2 separate regions of the Ovis aries genome follow, and region 2 is linked to region 1. The links are chromatin contacts, called in public Hi-C maps. All regions are on one chromosome and are shown on one strand. The core of a region is the stretch at or near the end of the contact, and the rest is flanking DNA. Distances in the headings are between cores, read along the strand shown.

Region 1 (4,635 bases), core at 1,046-3,545:
AGGCAAGTGCAGTAATGTGTGTTTTATTCAGCGTTATTACGCAGCAACCCACTGGTTAGGATGGTTTGTTTTAGGACAGGAAATGAATTGCCTCTCAGTGACAGGAATGACCCAAGCCTGCTTCCTATTTCGATTTTGTTTTAAACTGATGGATGGTGCAGCATGTCTACATGGTTGTTTGTTGCTAAACTTTATATAATGTGTGGTTTTGATTCAGCTTGAAAAATAATCTCACTACATGTAGCAGTACATTTTATGTACATTATATGTAACGTTAGTATTTCTGCTTTGAATCCTTGAAATTGCAATGGAATTCCAACTTTATTAAATGTATTTGATATGCTAGTTATTGTGTGCGATTTAAACTTTTTTTGCTTTCTCCCTTTTCTGGTTGTGCGCTTCCTTTTACAACAAGCCTCTAGAAACAGTTTCTGAGAATTACTGAGCTATGTTTGTAACGCAGATGTACTTAGGGAGTATGTAAAATAATCATTTTAACAAAAATAGATATTTAAAATTTAATACTAACTACGGGAAAAGGGTCCATTGTGTAAAACATAGTTTATCTTTGGATTCAATGTTTGTCTTTGGTTTTACAAAGTAGCTTGTATTTTCAGTATTTTCTACATAATATGGTAAAATGTAGAGCAATTGCAATGCATCAATAAAATGGGTAAATTTTCTGATTCATGTGACTGGTTTTGACTTGTGTTACAAGGGTGCAAAGAGGATCAACAATGGTATCTTTGGAGTGGCTGAATACGTTGCATCTGCAGACTGGTAGAATGTTAGAGACAAGTTCCTTCTTCATACAAATCTCCACAGCAGAAATGACTAGGGCCTGACAGGGGACACTTCCCCAGAATGGAGTGTCCAGGGCCCTAACTTAAGAGCATCTGGATCTAGCCCTTTGGAAAAGGCAGAAACTTCTGACACTCATTAATGAAACTGCTTCCTAGCATGTTCCACCAAACATTTAAAGTACCAAAATGAAAATAAGAATAACCACAAGATGATGCTATTTTCCCATCCTTTCAAGCTGTACTGTTAGAAGACTAGTTTTTGTTTTTTAGAGGAGAATTTCTGATCAGATTTCTCATGATTAAAATGAATAAAATTTCTCCTGATTTGTCTAGATTCATCACCGTGGGTCTCTGAATACATGCTATGTTCATTTGACTTCTTTTGATATATGGGTTTCAAGACAAGTCTATCTTAACAGTGGCCATTAATTCATTTGGGGCTCCCTGCAGTCATAGTTGGAATACAGAAATGAGAAAACAGAAACGCCCTTTGGAGCCATAACCAAGAGAAGTTATCAATAGTCTGTTCTCTCCCATTACTAGGGAAGTCAGAGTACATTTATTTACAAATATATATTTTTCAGATTTTTCCCCCTAAATGAGTGTAAAATTATTGTGAACTCACTGAACACTCCGTAGTTTTGGTAAGATAATATTCTAGGAGCTTTCAGGCAAAAGGGAATATAGAATGACTCTGCTGTCAGGCTGTCTTCCAGATAATCAAGAATTAATTTACTAATTTTTCAGTGACCTGTTTTGGGTTTTTTTGTTTCTTTAGTTATAATCTCAGTTACATTGTCTTTCTTAGGCTATATCAAAGAGAGGCTCCTTAGGTAATTGGATAGTCCGTGGGGAAAGGTGCATTTTAATCATGAAAACCCTTGTAAATTCAGTCTACTTGGCTTGCCTTGTGGAAAATTTTCCACTGGAGGTGAAGTCTAAGCCTTGGTTTTCCTGTTAATTCTGAGATGACACCGGGTGCTTAGCACAAGGTGGCGCCAGTGAGCTGTAGAGGAAGGTTCTACAGCCTTGAGCACTATGGCCCTTTTTCCCACCTCTTCCCCTCAGACCTCATCTCCCCTGCTTCCAGCTTCCACCAAAGGCAGAAAACAATCCATGCTATTATTGCTGGGAAAGGAAGGGTAAATGAAGAATGTTTCTGAAGTCAGCGTCGGAAGCATTCTAAAGCAGAAATAAGTTTGCTGAGTTTTCTCTGAGGTTTCTGCCTCCCCCTGCTAGCTCCTTTTCCTGGATGACTGCCCAGAAGGCCTTTGCCCTAGGGTTTCCAGTCCCCTCTCCTCTCCTGGGGAGCCTGCAGCCTAGGCAGGAAGTGGTTAAAGCTTCTGGCTGCTCTGCAATAGGGCCATCTGTGTTTGATCAGTCTAGGCGGAAAGGAGGGGGCAGGGGCCTTAAAGAGACTGAAAGCATTCCAGAGTAGTGAGAGAGACCAGAGATGGAGAAGGAGAGAAGGCACCGCCCCCACCCCGCCTCCAAAGCTAACCCTCCGGCTTGAGTGGAAGAGGCCAACCGCACACACGACTACACACTCTGGCCCTACTATTCCACTGCCATGGGGCCCCGCACTCCGCTGCTGATCTTGTTCCTTTTGTCATGGTTGGGACCCCTTCAAGGACAGCAGCACCACCTTGTGGAATACATGGAACGCCGATTAGCTGCCTTAGAGGTAAGTGACTCTTCTGGCCCAGCCCGGAAGGATTCCATATCTTCTAAGTTGATTCATCCAGTTTGTCAGGGACCTGGGGATGGATGACAAATTAGGCTCTGTTAGTACCTACAGAAAACTCCATCTTTTAATAAGAGGATTCTCAGAATTGCAAGTCTTCCTCTTTCCCCACATCCATAGAATGCAGTGCATGTGTGCTCAGACTTGTCCGACTCTTGAGACCCCATGAACTGTAGCCCACCAGGCTCCTCTGTCCATGGGCTTCTTAAGGCAGGAATACTGGAGTGGGTTGCCATTTCCTCCTCCAGGGGATCTTCCAGACCCAGGGATTGAACCCCAGTCTTCTGCATCTCCTGCATTGCAGGCGAATTCTTTACCACTGAGCCACCAGGGAAGCCAGCATTCATAGTGCAGTTCTAAAGCAAATAGACCGCTGTGTTTCACCCCTGGGGTTAAATGGGATAAGGGAACAGAGTGGAAGTGAGAGCTAGAACTGCAAGGATTTATCCATCTCAAGAGGAGCTGACGGTTCTATTAAAAGTTGGAAGTCCTCAGAGAATCTGCACCTTTCTATTTAATGGCTTGGAGCCTGTAGCATCCTAATTCCTAAGAGGGGGATAGCATAATGGAGCAGAGATCCCTTCTCACCCTCATGCACTTAGACTGCCCTAGAGGCTCAGATGATTCGGTGGCACTGCTCACAGAGAGCAGGCCAGAGGATGCAAAGTCAGGATAGGGGCCTGTGTGGGTCTTAGCCCGGCTCTTTGCACATTGAGCATCTTGAACATTTTGTTTCCTTTCTGTGGGGATTGCGGGGAATGCTGATGCCTGGCTGAGTTTGTGCCTTTTTCCATTCCCGACTCCCTGCTCGGGCCTCTTCCTGCCTGGGAGTTGTGACCCTGCAGCCCTCCTTCCTGCTGCCCCATCCCTTCAGGAACGGCTGGCCCAGTGCCAGGACCAGAGTAGTCGGCATGCTGCTGAGCTACGGGACTTCAAGAACAAGATGCTGCCGCTGTTGGAGGTGGCTGAGAAGGAACGGGAGGCGCTCAGAACCGAAGCTGACACCATCTCCGGGAGAGTAGACCGTCTGGAGCGGGAGGTGGACTATCTGGAGACCCAGAATCCAGCCCTGCCATGTGTAGAGGTTGATGAGAAGGTGACCGGAGGCCCTGGAACCAAAGGCAAGGGCAGAAGAAATGAGAAGTATGATATGATAACAGGTAAGCAATCTGAAACAGACCCCTGTGTTCTGCCTTGAGTCTTTCCCTTTTTCCTCCTTATCCCAGTCTATTTGGCTCTATCTTCTGGAGTCTCTTTTAGGGAAATCTCTGTAATATCAGGTTCATTACGGAGAGTTTCTGGGGACCCAGGCCTCTGGTGCCCTTTCTCCCAATCTTCCATAGAGTAGAGGCATCCACTGGGCAAATGCCCGCTCTTGTCCAAACTGCCCATCCAGGGAGGTTCCTGCAGTGAGCATCTAACTCTTGCCTGTATTTCCTTGTTCTGTGTTCTCCTTTCCCATGAGACTGTGGCTACACGATCTCTCAGGTGAGATCAATGAAGATCCTGAAGCGGTTTGGTGGCCCAGCCGGTCTATGGACAAAGGATCCACTGGGCCCAGCAGAGAAGATCTACGTGCTAGATGGCACCCAGAATGACACAGCCTTTGTCTTCCCAAGACTGCGTGACTTCACCCTTACCATGGCCGCCCGGAAGGCTTCCCGGGTCCGGGTGCCCTTCCCCTGGGTAGGCACGGGCCAGCTGGTATATGGTGGCTTTCTGTATTATGCCCGGAGGCCCCCCGGAGGGCCTGGAGGGGGCGGTGAGTTGCAGAACACTCTGCAGCTCATCAAGTTCCACCTGGCAAACCGGACAGTGGCGGACAGTTCAGTGTTCCCAGCAGAGGGTTTGATCCCCCCGTATGGGCTGACGGCAGACACATACATAGACCTGGCGGCTGACGAGGAGGGCCTTTGGGCTGTTTATGCCACCCGGGAAGATGACAGGCACTTGTGTCTGGCCAAGTTAGACCCACAGACACTGGACACAGAGCAGCAGTGGGACACCCCATGTCCCCGGGAGAATGCCGAGGCCGCCTTTGTCATCTGTGGGACCCTCTACGTCGTCTATAATACCCGCCCTGCCAGT
Region 2 (4,635 bases), core at 1,512-4,011, 390 kb after region 1:
ACGGTCACGAGCGAACCAGTAAGCTTTTACTCTATTTATAAACCTCTAGACCCCGAGTCGGACACGACTGAAGCGACTTAGCAGGAGCAGCAGCAGCAGCAGCAGCAGACCCCATTCTATGCACATGAAAAGACGAAAGCATAACTGCCAGCCTCTAACTCCTGCCCAAATGTCTGGAGGCCTCTCGCTTGGCTCTAGCTGTCCGGTTCATCTCCAGCGCCCCCTAGCGACCTCTCAGCCATCGCGCCTCTGCGGTGCCGTGATGGTTCTTTCCATAGTGTCCACCAGAGGGCGCCAGTACCCTTCGGACTACTCCAGACTTCACTGAAGCCAGCACGGCGTTGTATTGACAATACAGAAGGCCACCGCCATACGTTTACCGGAACATGAAGCCCAGGGATTTTTTAGACTGAAACTATTTTACATCCCCTGTGGCAGTCCCTCTCAGATAATAGTGATGATGATGTTGATAGGTACCTTGCCCAGGGAGTTTTCCAGCCCAGAAGAATCTTTCCTTGGCTGTTCCTGTTAAAGGATTATTACCTTTGGAGGACAAAACCCCTCCCCCAGGATGTTTTGCAAAAGTCTGGTTTATATTTGCATACCCGTCTAGATTTTAAAGTACTCTTCAAACAACATCTCATTTAGGCTTCACAAATCTTTTGTTCCCCTCCCCATTTTTTGAATGAACAGACAAGTTTGCAGAGGTCACTATTACTGTTGTTGGAAAGACACCTCCAGCCAATAAACCTCACCTGAACCTAGGCTCTCCATCTCCAATCCCTGGCCTTCTGCCTCCCCAAAGCTTATGTGTACCCACTTGCTGTGCTTTATCACACATCCTTTCTTTGACATTTTCTGTCGGTGTGGATGAGAGCCCCAGACTCTTTCCCCGAAGCAAGGGGCTGAGAGCCGGTGTAGAAATCGGGCAGTGCGCTGACGAGCTCTCCAGACTGGCAGCTGGAGATGCAGGCTCTGGTCCTCATCCTGCCCACACCTGGGTGGCCCTGGGCACCATGTCAACCCCAGTTCCTGGGCTGTGCACTGCAGAGATGGGCTGACCATAATCTCTGATGAGACAGTGTGAAGCTCTCTCATTCTTGCCAGTGGTTGTCAGGAAGGTAGAAGCTGGGGCGAAAGTGCTCTGGATTGTGTTGGGGTGAACAGAGTTCATGTTACCAGTGCTACAGGAGAGAGAGATGTCACTGCCTGGGACTGGCAGGCATCCTTGGGACCAACTGCCAAGGGAGGCGCCCTGGCTTCCTAAGGAAAGAAGATGGAGCCAGAGTAAAGGGAGGGCAAGTTTATTTAGAGAGAACGCATTCCACAGGCAGAATGCAGATGCCTCATGGTCACAGGTTTTTATGGATTAAGTGATCTCATAGGCTAACGATTGGGATGAATATTCTTGCTACTTTGGGATAAGGTGGAAATTTCCCAGGAGTTGAGCCACTGCCCATTTTTTGGCTTTTTATGGTCTTCCTTGGGTCTGTCATGGTGGAAGGGAGAGTGATTGTTAGTATTACTGTGAAGGTTTAATGAGCTTTAAAGGTCAATGACCAGACTATTGTCAAAGCTACCTCAATTCCAGCCAGTCTTTATCACTTGCCAGCAATGGTACCTCTCAACAATTTTTTTCAATATTCGTTTGCCTGTACTGGGTCTTAGCTGTGGCATGTAGGATATTTTATTTACAGCATGTGGGATCTAGTTCCCTGACCAGGGATCAAACCTGTGTGCCCTGCACTGGGGGTGTGGAGTCTTAGTCACTGGACCATCGGGAAGTTCCTGTACCTCTTCTTTATCTAATGTTTGTGTCCTGCCCCTTTCCCCCTGGTCTCACCAAGGCTATTGCCTCCGAATCATTGCTCTGCCCTGCCCTCCCTCAAAAGGAAACAATTATTCTTTTTGAGGTTTCAGAAAGAAACTGCACAGAGAAATAAGAACCAGTTAGAATCAACTAGGCCCAATGGCAGAAAGTGAAGAGGAACTAAAGAGCCTCTTGATGAAGGTGAAAGAGGAGAGTGAAAAAGCTGGCTTAAAACTCAACATTCAAAATAGGGGAAAAAATGGAAACAATGACAGACAATTTTCTTGGGCTCATAAATCCATCCACTGTGGATAGTGACTGCAGCCATGAAATTAAAAGACGCTTGCTCCTTTAGCTATGACAAACCTAGCAGCGTATTAAATAAGAGACATCACCCTGCTGACAAAGGTCCGTATAGTCAAAGCTATGGTTTCTCCAGTAGTCATGTACAATGTGAGAATTGGACCATAAAGAAGGCTGTGTGCCAAAGAACTGATGCTTTCGAACTGTGGTGTTGGAGAAGACTCTTGAGAGTCTCTTGGGCTGCAAGGAGATCAAACCAGTCAATCCTAAAGGAAATCAGTCCTGAATATTCACTGGAAGGACTATGCTGAAGCTCCAATACTTTGGCCACCTGATGTGAAAAGCCGACTCACTGGAAAAGACCCTGATGCTGTTAAAGATTGAGGGCAGGAGGAGAAGAGGACGACAGAAGATGAGATGGTTGGATGGACCTGAGTTTGAGCAAACTCTGGGAGACAATGAAGGACAGGGAAGCCTGGCATGCTGCAGTCCATGAGGTCTCAGAGTCAGACATGACTGAGCAAATGAACAAGGCCCAAAACAGTGAAAGTTTGACTTCCAGGAGACCTTGAGCCTTATTATACATGCCCTGTAACTGTAACTCATTAACATGCTAAATGACACACCCACCAGTACTAAGAGTGTTTAACAGTTGCCATGACAACAACCAGTAAGATTCCTACAAGGAGAACTGCACCAGTTTGGAATCCAACCACACCCCTGTTCTCAGATAAGTCATGAATATTCCTCACATTCTTTCCATTTCCCTCTCTTTTACTTTGTTTAGCTGCTAAGTCATGTTGACTCTTTTCTGACCCCATGGACTGTAGCCCGCCAGGCTCCTCTGTCCTTGGGATGTCCCAGGCAAGAATACTGGATTGGGTTGCTGTTTCCTTCTCCAGGGGATCTTCTCAACCCAGGGATCAAACCTGCATCTGCTGCTTGGCAGGCAGATTCTTTACCACTGAGCCACCTGGGAAGCCCCCTCCTATATATTTGGTGTCTCTGTCTGAACTGGGTTGAAATTGACTTATGAACCAACCTGCTTCTCGATTCTTTGACCATTGAATACAACTTGTGCTGTTCCAGTCCCAACGCTGGTTTTATTATTGGCTACTCAAATCCAGTCAGAAAAAGAACCTCCCTGGCCTGAGACAAGAGATCCTAACTTGGGCTAGGACTCTGGTGCAGTTCCAGTCGACCAATTTGGTAACATTTCCACTTATCAGTCAGGTTAGAGCACACATCTTCTCACCAAAGCCAGCTTGGAGCCCTGCCCCATCCTTCTCTCCATGCCAACAAAGCCCTTCTCAGTGAGGCAGGAGATAGATGGACCCCAGGCTGAACAGCTGGAGTTTGCCCCCTGTGGACAGATACTTCAAGATGAAGAGGACCTGAGTCCTGTCCAGATAGAGACCACATATTTCTCATTCTCAAGGAGAGCTTCCTGACTATACACGCATGGAAAGGCTCCTTAGAGGCCAGAAGGGAGTGATGTCAGCCTACCGATAGGCCTTTTCATGTGAATCCATCTTGGCTAAGAGAAGTGTGCACGCATGGGACGACCCTGAGATAAACTGAATACAGGCTCCAAACCAGGCAAACCAAGATGATCGGCCGGAGGAAACCTGGAGGAAGTGCCCTGTGTAAGTGAGTCAAACCACAAGCGCTCGATTCTGAGTCTCCTGAATGTGTCTATCCACACGCATTCTTTTTCCTCCTCATTAACACTCGTTTCACTATTTCCCTTTTCTCTGTGGAATTCATTTCTGCAAACTCAATAGGCCAGGGGCCTTGTCACTGGCCACCGTCCCTGATGGTCTAGTGATGAGGATTCAGCACTCTCACTGTGGCAGCCTGACCTCAATTTCTGGCCAGGGAACCGAAATCCTTCAAGCCGCTCCAGGCCGAGGCCACCTGAGATCATCGGGAGCCAGTGTTTCCACGGCCAAGAGTGGGTAGTTTGATCTAACAGTTACTTGTGAGAACGGATAACTGAACGGTCAGACCCGCGGGAGAGTGTCCCTGTGCAGCAGAGTGGGAGGCGGCCTCGGTGGCTGTGGACACGCTCCGAGTGCTGCCCCTACATCTGCCACGTACTTTAATTATTGAAGTATAGTTGATTTACGGGCTTCCCTGGTGGCTTCAGATGGTTACAGTGTTCTCTGCTATACAGCAGTGATTCAGTTAAAACTCTTTTTTCATATTTTTCATTATGGTTTATCACAGGGTATTGAATAAGGGCTTTCCAAGGGCAATGCCAAAGAATGTTCAAACTACCGCACAATTGCACTCATTTCACATGCTGGCAAAGCAATGCTCAAAATTCTCCAAGCCAGGCTTCAACAGTACGTGAACCGTGAACTCTCTGATGTTCAAGCTCGTTTTAGAAAAGGCAGAGGAACCAGAGATCAAATTGGCAACATCCGCTGGATCACAGAAAAAACAAGAGAGTTCCAGAAAAACATCTGTTTCTGCTTTATTGATTATGCCAAAGCCTTTGATGTGTGGATCACAATAAA

Evidence for each region. A called contact is a pair of places that touch in the nucleus more often than the background predicts.
Region 2: a Hi-C map of skin fibroblasts shows a contact between it and region 1, with 5 times the contacts expected there. The contact joins the enhancer-like site here to the promoter of OLFML3 in region 1. A contact is called at or near these places in 2 of 16 Hi-C or Micro-C datasets (skin fibroblasts and tail adipose tissue).

What each region holds. Positions count from the first base shown.
Region 1 is chr1:91,303,682-91,308,316 of ARS-UI_Ramb_v3.0, forward strand. OLFML3 (olfactomedin like 3) reads left to right here and starts at 2,296. Exons shown (of 3, transcript XM_004002351.5): 1 at 2,296-2,487; 2 at 3,422-3,707; 3 at 4,013-4,635. The coding sequence starts at 2,374. HIPK1 (homeodomain interacting protein kinase 1) reads left to right here. Exons shown (of 16, transcript XM_042252866.1): 16 at 1-686.
Region 2 is chr1:91,692,425-91,697,059 of ARS-UI_Ramb_v3.0, forward strand. No RefSeq gene overlaps it. Among named protein-coding and RNA genes, the nearest start is that of TRNAE-CUC, 180 kb to the right of the region's middle. Within about 2 kb of position 2,762, at least 2 of the 54 cell types and tissues checked have an H3K27ac peak or open chromatin away from gene starts, as enhancers often do.